Linked DNA regions of Mus musculus: region 2 is linked to region 1. The links are chromatin contacts, called in public Hi-C maps. All regions are on one chromosome and are shown on one strand. Each heading gives the region's core, a stretch centred on a gene start, on an enhancer-like site or on the middle of the called end of the contact. The rest is flanking DNA. Distances are from core to core; before and after follow the strand shown.

Evidence for each region. Hi-C and Micro-C count contacts between places; a contact is called where the count stands out from the background.
Region 2: a Hi-C map of cranial neural crest shows a contact between it and region 1, with 2.0 times the contacts expected there. The contact joins two enhancer-like sites. A contact is called at or near these places in 2 of 484 Hi-C or Micro-C datasets (cranial neural crest and nephron progenitors).

The regions. Positions count from the first base shown.
Region 1 is chr3:50,074,568-50,081,071 of GRCm38.p6, forward strand. No RefSeq gene overlaps it. Among named protein-coding and RNA genes, the nearest start is that of Gm40042, 52 kb to the left of the region's middle. Within about 2 kb of position 2,769, at least 4 of the 459 cell types and tissues checked have an H3K27ac peak or open chromatin away from gene starts, as enhancers often do.
Region 2 is chr3:50,379,812-50,386,315 of GRCm38.p6, forward strand. Slc7a11 (solute carrier family 7 (cationic amino acid transporter, y+ system), member 11) reads right to left here. Exons shown (of 12, transcript NM_011990.2): 7 at 4,233-4,356; 8 at 2,064-2,167; 9 at 1,161-1,257. Among named protein-coding and RNA genes, the nearest start is that of Slc7a11, 61 kb to the right of the region's middle. Within about 2 kb of position 3,125, at least 72 of the 459 cell types and tissues checked have an H3K27ac peak or open chromatin away from gene starts, as enhancers often do.

The DNA.
Region 1 (6,504 bases), core at 1,519-4,018:
CCCCTTCAGCTTCTTTAGTCCTTTAATTGTCCTGAGTATCTCTGCAACCCCCTTGGTCTAGGCCAGTGGCACTAAACCTTGAGAACACTGTCATACTTTCATACAGTTCCTCATGTTTTGCTGAGCTCCCACAATACATTTTTTTTACTGCTACATCAAAACTGTAATTCTGCTACTGTTATAAATTTTAATACAAATATTCTTGGAAGTCAAGGTTTGCCAAAGGGGTAACTATCCACAGGTTGAGAACCTGTGGTCTAGACTGACATCAACATGCTAGAAACAGAAGTAATACATGCAAGGTGTCTGACTTCCCACATAACAGAACTAAGATTAGGTGCTTTTGAGTAAGGCTTAATCTTGTGCGTGAAGATTTGGGGTTCACATCAGAAAATGGGATGCAAGAGCCAGTAACATTTCTGGGTTTGTGATGGTTTTAGATTAAAAAAAGAAAAAAAATGTGAGTTGATCGTTAAGTACAGGTGCTGTTTCAAAGTAAGTTGTGTAAAGTTATATAAATTACATTTTAATGTAACACAAGCTTGGGGACCATCATTTTCTGCTTTACTACATTTGAATCCTATCTGTTTTGTAGGCATACTGTTATTGTACATTGTGTAAAGATTATCCTTGTATTATTCAAATGTTGCTTTCTCTGTCAGTGTTCTCTAGGGTCACAGAACTTATGTGTCGTCTCTATATAGTAAAGGAATTTGTTGATGACTTACAGTCTGCAGTCCAACTCCCAACACTGGTTAGCAGCAGCTGTGAATGGAAGTCCAAGGATCTAGCAGTTGTTCAGTCCCACAAGGCAAGAAGGCAAAGAAGAGAGAGTGAATCTTCCTCCTTCCAATGTCCTTTTATATAGGCCTCCAGCAGAAGGTGTAGCCCAGGTTAAAGCCACCACACCTTTAATCCCAGATGACCTTGAACTCCGAGATCTTTCTTACTTAATCTTCTGGAATTCATAGCCACTATGCCTCAAGATCTCCATGCTAAGATCCAGGTCAGACACTTGTTTCTCCCAGCCTCAAGAATAGGATCAACTGATGAGCCTTCAGTTCTGGATTGTAGTTCATTCTATATATAGTCAAGTTAACAAACAAGAATAGCCACTACAGCCCTCATATTTGATTACAAAACAGACATGCCATTGTAATGGTTATTCTAAGAATCTCAGGTCTCAATGGTATGGAAACATTGCTCCCCATTGATTCTCTGATTTGTCAATAAAAGCTGATCAGCCAGTGGCTGAGCAGAGGAAAGAATAGGGTTGGACTTCTGATACCAGCCAGGGGAGGAGAGGGAGAGGAAGAAGAGAGGATTCATCACTAGGAAAGGGTCCAGAAGCCACCAAGGGAACACACCTGAAGCAGAGAGAGCCAGATCAATACTAAAATAACTAAAATGCACGTATCCTGGAGATTTTAGCTGGAGGTAGCCAGGCTATTTTAGAGGATTGAAATAGACTAATACTGCTCAGCTGCTGTGATGTAAAGCTTGACTAAATAAACGTTTTGGTCTCTGTCTCATTTGTTTCAGAGCTAGCCAGGATAGAGAAAAAATTACCACTTTTAAAATTGCACTAACAATGTTTAAGTTTCTTGTCTCTATATAGTGAAAATGCTACTCTGTCCAATTCATTGTTCAGTGAGGTCATGTTGAAAAATTTTGACAAGCCCAGAGTGTAATACCCCCATTTAAAAAAAGAAAAAGACTTAATCCCCAAATGCTACAAATCAAAGCTAGTCTTCCATTTACCTAGAGCTAAAATAGTAATGAGTAAAATTCTGTAAATATAGGCTAAACGTAAAAATGTAGGCTAAATAATAAACCACATTGCATTTGTGACTTTCACATTTTTAACACCACAGGTAACTAAGAAAGTGAACTCCCAGAAATGTAATAGCCTCTAACTTAGCAAAACTGGCCAATGACTGAAGGTTTAACACATGGTATTCATTGGAACATAATCATTGCACATATAAGAACTTCATAGAGACTATATCTCTTATATATGATATGTGCTTGGTCATGCCCATATTCTCCTTTTCTACAGCTTTCCCCCTTTCTCCATCTCAAGTCTCCCTCCTTCCCTTAGCCTCTCTTTACTTCCATGCTGTGTGGTTGCATGTGATTGTGTGTTGTATATATGTTGTGTGTGTGTGTGTATGTGTGTGTGTTATGTGTGTCTAGCCTAAAATCTACTTGAGGGAAAGATGCCATTTGTGTCTGTGAGTCTTCCATGCATTCATTTCAACAAATATAATAATATATCCAATTGCATTCATTTTTCATAAAATGTCATAATTTTATAATTTTTTTGTTGCTTAATATAAAACCCCATTGTGTATATATACCAGATTTTTCCTTAATTGTTCATTTGTCATTGTTTTTTAGGAGGGTATATCTCTTTTGAAAATACCTAATAATTTCGTTATTGCTAAAATAAGAAAATACAGTTCAACCGAATGTTAAATTACAGTTGGAAGTTCATCTTTCAAATATTTTTTAACAAAGTACTGACCCTAGCGACTGGTGAAGCAAAAACCTATAACAGGAGAAGAGGATGAACAAGTGAAGCAGCGCCTCCTAGTGGTTATAATTGGGGAAACTGCGTGCACAAATTACAGATTGAGGACCTTGACACCTGGGAAGCCCGTTTGCAGAACCTGGCTTAGACCTCAGGCATATGGGGGAAGAAAGTTAGAAACAAAGGACTGAGTGCACAGACTTCCTCCTTCAAGGCTGCCAGGCAGGGAGCATGTTTGTCTGCATTGTATCTGAGAAAATTCTCCTCCCTCTTCGCTTTATCAAAAATCATGTGTGCATTTATATGTCTAGGTCTTTAGTTTGATTGCATTGACCAACACATGTGTTTTTGTGCCAATACCATGTGGTTTTTATCACTCTAGCTTTGCAGTCCAACATGAAATGGGAGATGGTAAAACCTCCAGCAGTTATTTTATTATTCCGAATTGTTTTAGCTACCCTGTGTTTTTTGTTTCTCCTTATACAGCCAAAAAGTTCCCTTTTAAGATCTGTGAAGAATCGTTGGAGTCTAGGTGAGGATTGCATTGAATCTGTAAATTGTTTTTTGGTAGAATAGCCATTTTTCTATGTTAATCATACCAATCTATGAGCATGGGACATCCATCTTGGAGGCTCTTCAATTTCTCTTTTTCAATGACTTGATGGTTTTACCTTACAAGTCTTTCACTTGTTTGAACAGAAATACCCCAAGGTATTTTATATTATTTTAGGCTATTGTGAAAAGCGTTGTTTCCCTGTTTTGTTTTTTCTCAGACTGTTTGTCATTTGTATATAGGAGGGCTATTGATTTTTGTGAGTTATTTTTGTGTCCAGCTACTTTGCTGAAAGTGTTTATCACCTATGAAAATTATTCAATGCATTTAAGGTCATGTATAATATCACCTGCAAATAACGATACTTTGATTTCTTCTTTTCTAATTTGTATCCCCTTGCTCTACTTCATTTGTTCTGTCTAGCTAAATCTTCAAGTATCATATGCAATTGATAGGAAGAGTGGAAACCATTGTTTTATTCTTATTGTAATGGACTTCCTTTGACTTTCCATTTAAGTTGGTGTTAGCTATAGGCTTGCTGTAAACTGTCTTTATTATGTTGATCAATTCCCTATGTATTTCTAATCTCTCCAGTACATGTATCATGAAAGTAGTGCTATATTTTGTCAAAGGTCTCTTCAACATCTAATGAAATGATAGTGTGGTTTTTGAATTTCAATTACTTTATATGGTAGATTATGCTTACCAATTTGCATATGTTGAACCATCCCTGCATTGCTGGGATAAAGTCTATTTGATCATGGTAGGTGATCTTTGCCATGTGTACTTAGATTTGGTTTGCAAGTATTTTATTGTAAGGGAAACAGGTCTGTAAGTCTTTGTTGGATCTTTGTGTGCTTTCGATATCAGGGTGATTGTGACTTCATAAAATGAAATTGGCAATGCTCCTTCTGTATCTGTTTTGTGTAATAATGTGAGAAGTATTTGTCAATAACTGTTTTTTGAAAGTCCAGTAGAATTCTGAGCTAAAACCATCTGTCTCTAAGCTTATTTTTTTTGAGAGTTTAAATTAAACTTTTAATTATTGTTTTTATTTTACTAGGTATAAGAGGTCTCTTTAAATTTCTGTCTGATCTCGATTAAACTTTGATAAGTGGTATGTATTAAGGAAATTGTCTACTTCTTCTGGATTTTCCAATTTGGAGGAGTACAGGTTTGTAAAGTGTGTCCTTGTCATTGTCAGGATTTCCTCAGTCTCTGTTCTCATGCACCTCTTTTCATTTCTAATTTTATTAATTTGGATTCTCTCTCTCTTTAATTAATTTAGATATAGGTTGACCAATGTTACTGATTTTATTGAAGAACCAACTTTTTGTTTCATTGAATCTTTGTAATTTTTTTCTTTTTTATTTATTTCAGCACTGAGTTTGATTATTTCTTGATGTCTACTCCTTTTGGGTATGATTTCTTATGTTTGTTCTAGAACTATCAGGTATACTGTTATTATTATGAAATACTCTCAATTCATTTTGTAGGCACTTAGTGCTATAAAATTTCCTCTTAGATCCTCATTCATTGACTTTCAGCATGCTGTATTTTCATTTTCATTCAATTTTAAAAGACTTTAAACTCTTTCTTATTTTTGTCTTGACATGTTTTTCATTCAGTAGAGGATTGTTCAGTTTTCATGAGTTTATAAGGTTTTTCTTACTTCTATTGTTCTTGGTATCCAGCTTTAATCCATGGTGATCACATAGGCTGCTGGGTGTTATTTTAATTTTCTTGTATCTGTTAAAACTTGCTGTGTATCTGAATATGTTGTAAGGTTATATATTTCAAAACCTCTTTTAATAAGGGCTCTTAAATGCTTCAACCTCCCTTATAGCCTTCTGACCAAAGGTCAGGGAGGAAGATGGTTAATAGGACAAGGGGAGACATGGACCTCTTTAGAAGTCACTCTTTGGAGTGACTCCAATCTTCATTGTCTGCAGTTCAGTCCATTAGCAAAACATCAAACATGAATCAGCAGCAACAGCTTGATTCGGATGAAATTTCAAAGCTCTACCAATCAGCACGACGCCACCAAAGTAACCAGAAGCAGCCAGAACACTGCCAGAAGCTCTTTGGTATGTTTCTGACTACAAGCTCACAACAAACAATCATCAAAGAAGAAAGCAAGAAAAACCAATGCCACAGCATCGTCCACTGTCTGTTGGGTTATACTTACACTCTCCCCAAACATCACATGTCCTCTCAGGCACTCCTGTAAAACATCACATGCCCTTCCATCAGACAGCTTCTGGAAAAAACAACGGATGACACAAATACGTCTCCAACAAAACTAGAAATTACGACTTCAGTATGTACTAACTTTTGGAGAACGTTCCATGAAATACAGAGAAGGGGGTATATTCTTTTGTGTTACAGTGAAATTTTCTGTAAATAGATGTTACATCCATTTAGTCTATACCTCCTGTTTGCTCCAGCATTTCTTTGTGTTCTTTTTGTCTGGATTACCTGTCTGTTGATGAGCATGGAGTATCGAAGACTCCCATTATCAGTGTGTAAGAGTAAATATGTGATTTAAGCTTTAGTAGTGCTTCTTTTATGAACTTGGGTGTCTTTGTGTTTGGAACATAGAACTTCAATGTTAAGAACTTCAATGTCATCCTTCTTGAGTTTCATGTAGTTTGTGAATTGTATTTTGGGTAATCCGAGCTTCTGGGCTAATATCCACTTATTTGTGAATGCATATCATGTGTGTTCTTTTGTGATTGGGTTACCCCATTCAGGATGATATTTTCTAGTTTCATCCATTTGCATAAAAGTTCATAAGATTCATTGTTTTTAATAGCTGAGTAGTACTCCATTGCGTAAATGTACCACATTTTCTGTATCCATTCCTCTGTTGGGGGACATCTGGGTTCTTTCCAGTTCCTGGCTATTATAAATAAGGCTGCAATGAACATAGTGGAGCATGTGCCCTTATTACATGTTGGAGCACCTTCTGGGTATATGCCCAGGAGTAGTATTACTATATCCTCCAGTAGTACTATGTCCAATTTTCTGAGGAATCGCCAAGCTGATTTCCAGAGTGGTTGTACCAGCTTGCAATCCCACTAGCTATGGAGGAGTGTTCGTCTTTCTCCACATCCTTGCCAGCATCTGCTGTCACCTGAGGTTTTGAACTTAGCCATTCTGACTGGTGTGAGGTGGAATCTCAGGGTTGTTTTGATTTTCATTTCCCTGATGACTAAGAATGTTGAACATTTTTTTAGGTGTTTCTCAGTCATTTGTTGTTCCTCAGTTGAGATTTCGTTGTTTAGCTCTGAACTCCATTTTTTTTAAATAGGGTTATCTGTTTCTCTGGAGTCTAAATTCTTGAGTTCTTTGTATATATTGGATACTAGCCCTCTATCAGATGTAAGACTGGTAAAGATCTTTTCCCAATCTGTTG
Region 2 (6,504 bases), core at 1,875-4,374, 310 kb after region 1:
TCAAAGAATAAAAAAGAAAAAAAAATCCAATCACTCAAAATCATGCAGAATCAATTAGAAAATTTCCAATCATAAATATTAAATGTAGATAACTGGGGAACTCTAAGAAAGCTCTGAAGTGATTTATGAAGTGCTCTTGGGACCCACACACAGGCAACGACCATGTAACGGTGAATCTCTTAGCTCCTGAACGCACAGCATTGACCTCTTCCTACTCCAGGTCAGTTCTCCCCTTGTGCTGACTGCATGTGACCCTCAAGACCAGGAAAGAATAAACATAGAGAAGAAGAACATCAGAGCAGGACTCTGCAGCTGATAAAAGCCAAGGACAGCATGAACGATAGCAGAGGCGTCACACGCAAGCCGTCTTCATGGAATAATACATCCTGTTCCCACAAGTGACGTTAGCTTCCAGACTGTGCACAGAGTGCACAAAAGAAATTTCAAGGAAACATTCTGAAAGAAATTAAATGCATGGAGAAGGAAAAAAAAAATCCAGGGTCCCCTTGACAGCAGATTCTGGTTAAGAAAAAAAAATGTTACTAAAATCAGAGGGGGGGGGGATGACTATAGCATTGCTGATGGGTATTTGAGGGCTCTTACACCTTTTGTATCCCACATTTCACAAATATTGTCCCCATCCTAGAGAATTCCACAGTTTGCATTTAGGGGTTTTCTTTCTTCTAAGGTTTGCTCTCACAGGTCTCAGTTACTCTTGGAGAACCATTTCTCTGCTTGGTGTTTTATCATCTATGCTTTGAATTACGTTGTATGGCAGGAGCCAGGAGGAGACAATGGATAATTTTTGCACAGTCTGCTTTCAGCTGAACTCTGAGTCTGGAGTTTAGATTGTAACCTTGTGGGTTTTTCTTTTTCTTTCCTTTGAGGTTCTCGGCCAAGGAGAGAAACCACAGCCTTCATTTCCCTTCACACCTTACAAATTTCTGCAAAGGTGAAACGGAACTAAGGTGGGTCATATCCCAGGGCATCCAATACACATCAAAAGCACGCCATGGAAGCAAGCCATTGCAACATCTCTGGCCTCCCAGAAAATGATACATGGAGCACCAACTGAGTGGTGAATCGGGATGTCAGGTTTATTCCCTCCTTCCTAACCGTTTTGTGAGGTTGTATCTACATTACTTGTTAATATGCATTACCAAAACAATAACAGCTGGCAGAGGAGTGTGCTTGTGGACATGAATCATAGAGAGGATTTCCGGAAGGTGCCCTTCTCGAGATGCGACGTAGAATAACCTGCGGGGAGAAAAACGGTGAAGTTGACTATAGAATCAATCATTCAAATGGGTAACATTCTTAAATCCCCGAAGCAATATGGACGAATCTTCCTCATGCTAGGCATCTTGACATTTCTTATCTGGTCATTTGAGTTGTGCTTTGGAAACAAAGGGCAGATTTCATCATAAGTCTCTTTTCAGGACATACAGTGTCTGGGAAATATCTTATATCACTCCGAGGAAAAACAATAGCAATATTGCACTGAGTGGAGTTCTCCCTATACTTGAGTAGCTGCTGGCAAATTCAGTGCTAGATTGCTAGTGTCAGTCCAAGCTAGCACTCATTCAGTGCACAGGTACACACATGTACATGCATGTTGTGTTAACATTTCTCTAATTTAAACTGTAACATAGACCAAAAAAAAAAAAAAAAAAAAAAAGATTTTTTTGTGCCATCTAACTAAGGAAAAAAAATGGTTACCGATGGTGGAGTGGTGATTTCTGCTTTCAATTTTACTCTTTTTCGTGGCACCTTCAGGAAAACAAAAGACTTTATCGCTAGAAATAAAGGCCGTTATAAGACCCTGTAGACTCACTCTTTTTAAAAATGCAGCATGCCTGGCTCAGAGTGGGCTATGTGTAGACACGCAGCGCCCTCTACTGGACAGAATGAAACCTGCTTCACTGGAATCTACGAGGAACTCGCATATCCCTTTAAAAACAACAGGTTCGGAGGAACTATTGCTTTTCTCTTTAAAAGTTATCCTTATCACATCCAATCTCTAAAACAAAAATGTGTTTCTGAAAATACATGAACTCCCTCACCTGGAGACAGCGAACACACCACCGTTCATGGAGCCGAAGCAGGAGAGGGCAACAAAGATCGGGACTGCTAATGAGAATTTTCCCAGCAGCCGCTCAGAGAAGGTCTGAGGAAGGAAAGAACGGAACAAATTAATGCTTTCCCCGAAAGTGGAATAAAATGAAACAATTTAGGCCAAACTTGCTCTTTGACTTTCTATTAGCCTGGTGCTACGTGAATGTTTTATAATCCTTCTTTTTCGTTAGGGTCAAACTGACTCCACAAGACAATCACCAGCAGCGGGTACCACGGCATTCCTTGTCTCAGACCTGTGGGCAAAGGTCTAAGCAGTCGCCTTCTCTGTCCCTCCAAAGCAACGATCCGTTTACTGACTCTTTATCAACTATCGCCTCCGATAAGAGGAAGGGGCTCAGTTCGGAAATTCTACATTTAGAGACAGAAATTGTTCTGCACAATCCCAGAAAGCCACCTTTGTATGAAGAGGTATAGATACACACTGGCGAGTGTTTCGGGTACTTGTTTCACATACCAACCTCAGTTCGGGAGGATAAATCAAAACAATAGACAAGTTGACCATTTCATCACAGGAGTGAGCCACTCTGGAGGTTCTTTACCGGGTAAGCCCTACCAGCTGAACCTGTTTATGGAGTCAGCCCTCCCCCACCCTAGGAGGCCATCATTTCCTTCCAGGGTTTCCTGTAAAAGGCTAGAACAAAATTCCAATCCTGACAAGCGACAGAAACTATAAATAAATGAAATAAATGGTAGACAAAGTTCTAAGCTTTCCTCCTAGGCTGTCATGGGGGTAGTCTTGCACATTTGTATAAAGGATGCTGTTTGTTGTTGTTGTTGTTGTTAATATAAGATTTTTTTTTCATTGTCCTTGATGCAGCTGGTGTTATGCAATTAGCAGACCCCATTATGCTTTCCACAAATTAGTGCTGCCCTTTGCCTAGAAACGTGAGGCAACCGACCAGACACCGGAAGCTTTGTCCATTTCACTGCCTGACAGCACTGCAGTGGACAAAGCCCTCAGACACTGGTTCACAGGACAGGAGTTAACCGTTCCCTGTGGGTGTTGCTGATAGGAAGTGATACCATGTGAAAAGGAACTGCCCCTTGGTGGATGGGAGTGTCACTGCATGTTGTTAAGTTTTCACCCTTCCTGGCTTTGAGTTAATGAGTGAATTCTTTCGAGTTAAAATTCTGAACAAACCCATATTAACATTTTACTCCAGTTGTTGCTCTGATGGGTGAGCGGGGAGTGAGTGTGTGGGTGGAAGAGCACACTCATAGAGACAAAGGGGAGGGGGAATGGGATGGGGGCGTTGTGGAGAGAGACCAGGAAGGGAGACAACTTTTGAAATGTAAATAAATAAAATAACCAATAAAAAAAAGATATATCAGAAAAAAAAATCTGAACAAACACAAGTATGTGTTTCAGAAAAAGCAGTCTCATGACATGGTCTTTGGAAACAAATATAGTCCTGGTGTCAAATAAATTTGTGGAAATGCTTTGGAATTATATGCACGTAGCTCTTAGGAGTTACAATGCACACTGGCATCTTCAAGTATTATAGGAACACCTCTTTAACATTTAATTGCCTAGCTGTTCCCAAATTTATAAACACCCCAACGTTGCTGTTCCGAGGTCATGCTACAAATAGATCAATAGTCATGGTCCTCCTGAAATTCCTAGAATGATACTTTGGGGAGAGGATTCAAGTGGACATTTGAAAAGTTTCTAACCAGAAATGAGAAGAGTGGGTAATACTTTGCACACTAAAACTTGCACCGATTTGCATTCAGCAACTCCACCTGTCCTTAGAAACATGTTGGGAAGATATTCCCTCTCTGTAAGACAGCCTTGATGGAGTTTTAGGCAGCTTTATATAAAAATGCTTTTTAGGGGATTTAAAAGAAAATACCAAGGAAAACAGAGGTTTTGGCAGAGGTTAGCTGTATGTTATGACACATACTAAAGTAAGGTGTGCTCTAAATCTTTAAAATATTATCATTCAGGCCAAGAAAAGATTACCAACTTCAAAACCCTTTCTCCTGGAAGAAACCACGATCAAACTGTACCAGCTCATTAACCCGAATTCAAAGAGTCACGACTGTAATGTAGACCACCACCAGAGCAGCGCCATAGCGCTGGACTGCAGACTTACCACCGCCACGGCGCTGGACTGCAGCAGCTCCTCCGCACTGATGGTGGTAAAATAGGCCACGTTTGTCAGTACGTAGCCCACTGTGATGATAGCCATGGAGATGCAGATTGCAAGGGGGATGGTTCTGAAAGACACAAAGACATCACATGTGGGTCATCCCGCATTCTCTGCTACCAAAGCATACAGAAGACTAGCTGCAGGGATGGATGTCGCCACACCAGCCATAACTGAGGGCTTTGTTGGCACATGGAGGAACATTTTATCAGAACAGAGTACCCTTGCAACTTAATGAGATTCCGGGGGGAGGGGGGAGGAGGCATTCTGTATCACTTGGGTTTTTCGAGACAGGGTTTAGCCCTGGCTGTCCTGGAACTCACTTTGTAGACCAGGCTGGCCTTGAACTCAGAAATCTGCCTGCCTCTGCCTCCTGAGTGCTGGGATTAAAGGCGTGCGCCACCACGCCTGGCTGGTCTATCCCGTTCTTTACACCACAACTGTTACTGCCACACCATCCTCACAATCACCTGGAAGGCTTGTTAAATAAAGCACGGGCCACCTAGCCCCTCCCTGGGTTTCTGATTTAATGGGATCAGCATCACTTCTGGGCACCTATGTGATCCTGATGCTGTTGACCTGAGGACCGCACGCCTTTCCACTATGAATCCACCCACCGCACCGACAGCTTTTTAAAAGGGAGTCCTTCAATACCGAATGGCAGAGAAGCATCTGAAGAAATGTTCAACATCCTTAATCATCAGGGAAATGCAAATCAAAACAACCCTGAGATTCACACCAGTCAGAATGGCTAAGATCAAAAATTCAGGTGACAGCAGAAGCTGGCGTGGATGTGGAGAAAGAGAAACACTCCTCCATTGTTGGTGGGATCGCAAGCTTGTACAACCACTCTGGAAATCAGTCTGGTGGTTCCTCAGAAAATTGGACATAGTACTACAGGAGGATCCCACAATACCTCTCCTGGGCATATATCCAGAAGATGTTCCAACTGGTAAGAAGGGCACATGCTCCACTATGTTCATAGCAGCCTTACTTATAATAGCCAGAAACTGGAAAGAACCCAGATGCCCCTCAACAGAGGAATGGATATGGAAAATGTGGTACATTTACACAATAGAGTACTAATCAGCTATTAAAAAGAATGAATTTATGAAATTCCTAGGCAAATGGATGGACCTGGAGGGCATCATCCTGAGTGAGGTAACACAATCACAAAGGAACTCACATGATATGTACTCACTGATAAGTGGATATTAGCCCAGAAACTTAGGATACCAAAGATATAGGATACAATTTGCTAAACGCATGAAACTCAAGAAGAACGAAGACCAAAGTGTGGACACTTTGCCCCTTCTTATAATTGGGAACAAAGCACCCATGGAAGGAGTTACAGAGACAAAGTTTGGAGCTGTGATGAAAGGATGGACCATCTAGAGACTGCCATATCTGGGGATCCATCCCATAATCATCTTCCAAACGCTGACACCATTGCATACACTAGCAAGATTTTGCTGAAAGGACCCAGATAGAGCTGTCTCGTGTGAGACTATGCCGGGGCCTAGCAAACACAGAAGTGGATGTTCACAGTCAGCTATTGGATGGATCACAGGTCCCCCCAATGGAGGAGCTAGAGAAAGTACCCAAGGAGCTAAAGGGATCTGCAATCCTATAGGTGGAACAACAATATGAACTACCCAGTACCCCCCAGAGCTCGTGTCTCTTGCTGCATATGTATCAGAAGTTGGTGTAGTTGGCCATCAGTGGAAAGAGAGGCCCATTGGTGGTGCAAACTTTATCTGCCTCAGTACAGGGGAACGCCAGGGCCAAGAAGTGGGAGTTGGTGGGTAGGGGAACGTGTGGGGGACTTTTGGGATAGCATTGGAAATGTACATGAAATAAATACCCAAATAAATAAATAAATAAAGGGAGTCCTCCAAAGCATTGTTCACACTCAGGGTTTTCCCCTGCGGTGGATTGTGGTGCAAACAAGTAAGTTCAGAGTTTTGGAAGCAAGAGGGTGGGCTGTAGCCATCTTCATAAAATGACGGCAATAAGAATTTTGTATGTAAGAGAAGTGTTCACAATAATGACTGTGCAGGGCCCTGCTGTGAGTTCAAAGGACTCTCAAGATCACGAGCATCTAATAAAGCAGCCGTGCAGATAATCCCATGAAATTAGAGGTGACATGCTGTGAAGTATGGACGACTGGACAGTGCTGACACTGTGTGGCCTCAAGAAGTACCCAGCACAAATGCAA